Linked DNA regions of Mus musculus: region 1 is linked to region 2. A link is a contact called in public Hi-C data. All regions are on one chromosome and are shown on one strand. Each heading gives the region's core, a stretch centred on a gene start, on an enhancer-like site or on the middle of the called end of the contact. The rest is flanking DNA. Distances are from core to core; before and after follow the strand shown. Region 1 has its middle 67 kb from the start of Gm29922. Region 2 overlaps Plpp3 (phospholipid phosphatase 3).

Region 1 (3,364 bases), core at 791-3,290, 570 kb before region 2:
CTGTAGCTATTTGTGCTGGATAGATTTATGTCAACTTGATATAAACTGCAGTCATTTGAGAGGAGAGTGCCTCAGCTGAGAAGATGCCTCCGTAAGATCTGGCTACGGCGTGGGAGACAGAGTTTGGAGTAGAAGAAACACTTGGGAGAAGACAAACAGAAAGTACAAGGCAGCGGTGAAGGTGGCTGTGTCTGCTCAAGAATAGCAGTGAAGCCAGTGTACTGAAGAAGGAGAAGTAATGCCTGGCAAAGCCAGAGGACTCGGGGCTGGAGAAACTGGGCTTTAGACAATCATAAGGTGTATAAGGTTTATCTTGTTCTAAATAAGATTAGTAAGGTATAATTGGTATGGAGTAAATTTCCCGTGTTTACAGCATACGAATTGATACATTTTGAGGTTTTATATGTCCATGAAACTATTTCCACATTGAAGATATAACAATATCTGTTAGGCGCTCTCTCCAGAGTTTTCTCATGTGGTATGGGGCTCCCGCTTCTGCTTCCTCCTTGCCCTTCACCTCCTCTTCCTTTTCCTCCTCTTCTGCCTCTTCCTCTTCTTCTTCTCCTCCTTTTTCTTCAAAATTAATAATAGTACCACCCCTACTTAGTTGCTATACTATAAATGAAACAAAGGGATGGTGTGTGGAATAGAGCCATGGCCATTGGTCTCAGTTCCTGGTAAGGTCCCCACCCTGCACTCCACTATGGTGGATTTTCTCTCTTGCTCACTTGAAGAATGGCTAGAAGTGTCTGTGCAAGGCCAACTTCAACTATTCCAGACATCTCATTACATTTGGAGAGGTGTGGCCTACAGGTCTGAGCAGAACAGGAAGCGCCCCTCCCCTCCCACCTTTGATAAATATTTCTTGTCAAGATTATCTTACTGGATATACATCCAGCACCCAGCAGTTATCTTCAGGCCTGCTGTAGGGGAAGCCAGCTATTTGGCTTGAAATTGTTTAAGTTGCTAATAAACAAATCTAAGCCAAGTAAATTGCATGGAGAATGTAGCAGGGGGAGGGATACAGACATTCCAATGTCTGCATAATTGTGTTTGGCAATGATGTCTCCTTTGAAGCTAATTAAAAAGTGTGGGCAGGTTATTTTTAACTCTCTTAATTCTTACCCTCAGCTCTCTCCTTATCTTATCCTCGATCTATTCTAAGGAGTAGTAAAACTTTTACTGAGGGGAAAATTCCTAAATAACTGAACGCCATGCTCTGCCCACGTCATCCATACCACCATGGAGTTTCCTCTGCCCAGTGCATGTACTTCTCAAATGCGTTCTCATTCCCATCTGATATGGGTTCTCCTCTGACTGCCCCATGAGACCTTCTCATGCATCTCATGACTCTTCCTGATGCTCAGATGCTCACATAGACAAACTAGATTCATTTTCTCAAGAGCAGATCCATTTACTAGTTACTCATCTGTAACCGTTCTTTTCCTTCTCTCCCTCTCTCTCTCTCTCTCTCTCTCTCTCTCTCTCTCTCTCTCTCTCTCTCTCTCTTTGGTCACCTTTTCTTTTTTGAGAGCGTGTCTCACTATATATCCCCATCTGACCAGGAACTTGCTGTGGAGACCAGGTTGGCCTCAAACTCACAGAGATTCATCTGCTGTGCCTCCTGAGTGCTATGATAAAAGGTGTGAATCATCATGAGTGGTATATAAAATAATTATTTAACAAATGTCAGTTGTACTATTTTGTGTCCCAGCAGGAAAAGCATGGAACATGCATATGAGTAAGAATGATTTAATAAACACAGGAAACTCTAGAATAAGAACCCCAAAGATGGAAACAATGGGGTTCATGTCTGCCGGTCAGAAGTCTGTTTTCTTCTGCTACAGTGGAATACACAGGACTGAAAGGAGGTTTATTACTCCTGGTTCTGGAGACTTAGAGGTCCAAGGTCATGGTGACATCTGGCAATGTGACGAGAGCCTTCTGTTGCATCAGCCTTGACAGAAGGTGGAAGAGAGCATCAGGCGGGGGGGAAAGAAGGATGATTCAGTGCTGATGAAAGGCAGGGCAGGGTCTTCATGACCCAACAACCTCTTAAAAACAGCTCCTGATCACAAACACTGGAGGACACATACAAATCAAAGCACTACCCCTGGGTCAGAAAATGGAGGATGAGGACATAGTCTCCGGAATGTGTGAGACAGAGACAAAGGCAGAGACAGAACCCTGACTGCTGCTCAAAGGATTGCAGCCAATGTATAACATCCTGGTTAGGATGAAACTGGAAAGTTTACACCTAACCTTTGTCTGTTCCTTTGTTTTCTCATTTGCTTGTTTCCTTCCTTCTCTCACTCTATATCTTGTAACACTTTCTCTTGATTTTAATTCTATCTGAAAACAAGCCAAGGGACATGTGTTAATGCCATGCCTATCAGTCTGTCTTCCCGGGCACAAGTCTGGTAGCCAGTTAGGCATGGAGAGGCAGATAAAATATGCTGCACAATACTTTGTGAAAACCAGCGTCTACCGAACTGTTAATAAGAGAACCACCCAGTTGTGCAAATGCATTTGAGCATCCTATACACACTTCCACCTTGCTTGGTAGAAGGTTGGTTCCCCTGCCTTGCAAAGTTGCTTCGTCCTTCTCACCTATCCTGTTGCTGTCCTGCTGTTTTGATTTGGCAGTTCACCCAAATCAGAACCACTGGAGACTTGACACTCACCCTCGGTTCTCCCTTTCTCTTAGGTTACTGCACTTCTACCTACTAATGCCCTGGGTGATAGCACACATTAAGGACTAGCAGATCTTAGAATCTGTTTCCATATGCAGTCAGGAGGACCCCACTTACTAACAAATTTGTTAGAAGAACCTGTGATTTGTCAAACAAGTAAGAAATCAAGAGTGTGAAGTTTTAAGTGAATCATGGATGCTAACACAGGGGAAGACTTGAGACTAGAAGCTAAATTCTCTCTCTCTTTCTCTCTCTGACACACACACACATACACACAAACACATACACATTGATACTATCCACATTCACTCAGTCATTAGTGTTCATGATTCTCTCAACAAATTTCCTAGTTTTATGCTCCCGAGTTCCACATTCACAATAAACTATAATTTTTTTTTTCTATCCATACACGGCACTTCGAGCCCATCAAATAAATCTTCTCCCGTATTTACCACTTCACTGAGCTACACATATATTTCTCCTGGTATTTTATTGGATGATGTTAAAAGTGACATGCATCGTCCTATTTATTTTATTCTTTGCCTTTAGGAATAGGGAAGTAACTGAGGCCTCTAAGAGCCCATTAGAGTAAATTAATTGGATTCTCACTGAGGCTTAGGAATTCTAAAATGAGTTTGTTTGCTATTAGCTTGATTCCAAGTTGTGTGTGT
Region 2 (3,077 bases), core at 341-2,840:
AGCAATAGATTGGCACATTCAGGGCACTCCTTTGCAGAGGTCCTTTGTAAAGGAATAACTTTACAGTGGGGAAAGGCATCAAAGCAGGAGTCTAATCTGGGTCCTCAAAGGCCCCAAAGTGTGGGGAAGGATGGTGTGTAGGATAAACATAGCAGCTGGGCCCAGCGACAAGCAGGGGCAGGAGAGGGAGCAAGGCACGCTGACACAAGAGCCCTAGTTGACTGTGTTTATAAGTGCCACACCTTTTCCAGATCACTTTGTGGATGATTCTATAGGGACAGGGGTGGTCAAAGGCCGGCCCAGTCAGCGTGCTTGCCTAGCTAGTCCCTGAGAAAGCAGAATATTTAGCTCTTCATAGGGCCTCAGAAATGCTCACTAAAGAAACAGACAAATGTCAGGGAGCAGGAGGAGTCGATCCTTGAAGACATGTGACCTGGCAGTGTCCCCTAATCCTTGCCGAGGTCCCTCTGATAACATATAAGAGATGAAATCTGAGTGTCACGGCAGGTCAGAAATGAAGGCAACCATTCTGTGCTGAAGAGACTGGGGCCCAAATATCCCACCCAGGCACACACACTCAGTCTTTGCCCAACGTTCTCTACCCCCATCCTCAACTCATTTCCCTCTTCCAACCTGTTTACACTTTTACCCTATGGAATCTTATAGGCTAACAAGTTCCAGATGTCCACTGCCACAGCCCCGATTGCTGACTCCTTCTGATTCTTTATTTATAAATCACACTCAGGTGTGTTTACGTGCAGGGAGTGGGGGTGGCCACTGAATAAGTATCAAGTACCCATGATGGGAGTCCTCCACTCACAGGGTGAATCTGGAGCAGGTCAACTTCTCTATCCGCAGAATCGTGACTTAGTACTTCCTAAGAGCGATGCCATTAACTCTCTTCTGACCCAGCTTCCTAACCAAGCAGAGGCAACAGGTCAGACAACAGTAGAGGAAGGTTTCTTGTAAGAACTACCTATAAGCTGGGAGCAGAACCAAGGCCCTGGGCACAATACCTGCCCTCGGATTGCTCCTGAGTTGCCAGGACCAGGCCACACTGACAAAGAAATCCTGGCTCAAGCCTCATGCAGTGTGATTTTCTGTGACAAGGCAAGTCCGTTGTACAGATGGGGATTCTGGGGCTCTCTGAAGGATGGGAGATGACCGAGGAGTAAAGTCCACTGTCTCTCAGTTCCAAGACATGGGCAGGCTACCAGCTTGTTAGTGCCACTCTTATCAAAACCATTTCCTATGGTGGAGGAGCAGTTGTGTCTCCAGGACAGCCTTGCTGAAGCCATTTAGCAGACGCAAGGCTCCGGGACCACATGGCTTCTGGAGCCGCCCTGACAGATTGCACAGTTAATGAGCAGCAAATTATGTATTTTCTCCATCCCTTGTACAGAAGGGTCGCGGAGTCGACAACACAGCCATAAATCATCATTATGAACCAGGGGACTGGGCTTCTTGTAATCCTAACCCTTAAAGGCTATTTAATGAAACTTGGGCCGCACCTCTGCAGGAGGGGCGAAGGCTTAAACCGCTCCCTGACATGTTACTCGCCTTCTCTGGAGTCTCAGATTTACTACTTTCGGACTTTATTCATTATTCACAATGTTTTCATTCCTGGGTCATAAAATGAGCACCCCACCCCTCCTCCAAAGGCTTGGTCCCCACCCCCAGGGCCTTCATTCCTGCCACAGTCAGCAAAGTTCTGATAAGTTTCACTTTGGGAAAAAAAATGTCTTCTATGTTGATCTCTGAAGCAGCTAGCAGCGGATCTGAGGGGTGTGGGGGGGATGGCTGGCTGCCAGGCCGGCAGAGAACTCTCCCCTACCTGCCTTTTAAGGAGCTTGGCCCAGAGTCTGGAAACTCATACAGAGGAAGGCATGGCAATTAAGCCACAAGGGGACAGAAAGGGACGGGTCCTGGCCGGCAAGCCAGTGGTTGGGAGGTTGTCTCCAACTGTAAGAGAGAGCCTCTTCCTGTCTTTTGTGGTGAAAAAGAGCCCAGCTACCCACATCTTTACAGATGTTCCATTCAGGAGGGGAAATGGAGAGGGTCTTTAGGCTAGCCTTCCTGGGGAGGAAGGAGCAGCAACCTGGGAGCCAGTAAGTCTCAGTCTCATCATTCTAGTCCTTTGCAGTCACATGACTTCACCTGTCTGGGCTTAGGTGGTCCCTTATAGAAAATAGCATTAATAATATCCACCTGGCAAGGCTGGCAAGGAATTCAATGGGCGATATGTCAAATGCCTGGCACTTTGAAAGGCTCATTTTGGTTTTGGTTGTTTTTTCTTCTTCTTCTTCTTCTTCTTGCACGATTAGGATGTGGGAAATATGCCGTGCCAGGGCAGAAGCAGAAAATACGTGTGTGGTGGTTTTGATTTTGATCTTTCCAGGAAACAAGATAGAAGAAAAGAAGCCCATTGCAGAAGGACCCCACCACTACCACCACCGCTGCCGCCACCACCACCATCGCCGCCACCACCACTCAGCTGCTGTGTTGTTTTAAACATTTTGCTCTATTTATAAATCACCCCAAGAAAAAGTCATATTTTTACACAGTATGTCCTAACAATTCCTCTTCTAAAAACTGAGACGTCTTCCCCGGGTGACTCTGAAGGGCTAACATCCCGATACTCGGTTCTGCTTTAATAATATTTACATAGAACTTTACAGCTTACAAAGCGCTTTTCCCTCTGTCGAGCTGTCTGTTTCTCACAGAGCCCTGCAGGTCATTCTGGGATTACTGACACACTTTCCAAGTGAGAGCAGTAAAGGCCAGAGAGGCCAGTGAGTCACTCTGAATTAAAGGAGGAGAAGGGCAGGACAGCTTGGCAGCCCCATCGCCGACACCTGCCCTTCTCCCTCCCTCCTGGGTTCTTCTTAATGGTACCAAGATAGCCGTTTCCTTGAAGTCCCAGAAGATAGCTGGTCTTTGAGTCCCAAATACAAAGGCATACAAGTAAGGTCTCTTGTAGTGGATCCATTGCAACCAGATCTTGGGAGCCAGTATTTAGCATTTAAATACAAGCAGCACCAGACCAACCCATACAGGTCTACTACTGAGTTTATTTG

The links. Hi-C and Micro-C count contacts between places; a contact is called where the count stands out from the background.
Region 1: a contact with region 2 is called in a Hi-C map of uterus, with 1.7 times the contacts expected there. The contact joins two enhancer-like sites. A contact is called at or near these places in 1 of 15 datasets of contacts at CTCF or cohesin (the NIH/3T3 cell line) and 1 of 484 Hi-C or Micro-C datasets (uterus).

What each region holds. Positions count from the first base shown.
Region 1 is chr4:105,776,672-105,780,035 of GRCm38.p6, reverse strand. No RefSeq gene overlaps it. Among named protein-coding and RNA genes, the nearest start is that of Gm29922, 67 kb to the left of the region's middle. Within about 2 kb of position 2,040, at least 6 of the 459 cell types and tissues checked have an H3K27ac peak or open chromatin away from gene starts, as enhancers often do. A contact at or near this core is called in uterus, where this site is marked.
Region 2 is chr4:105,203,989-105,207,065 of GRCm38.p6, reverse strand. The region is part of intron 2 of Plpp3 (phospholipid phosphatase 3); the gene reads right to left. Among named protein-coding and RNA genes, the nearest start is that of Plpp3, 48 kb to the right of the region's middle. Within about 2 kb of position 1,590, at least 53 of the 459 cell types and tissues checked have an H3K27ac peak or open chromatin away from gene starts, as enhancers often do. A contact at or near this core is called in uterus, where this site is marked.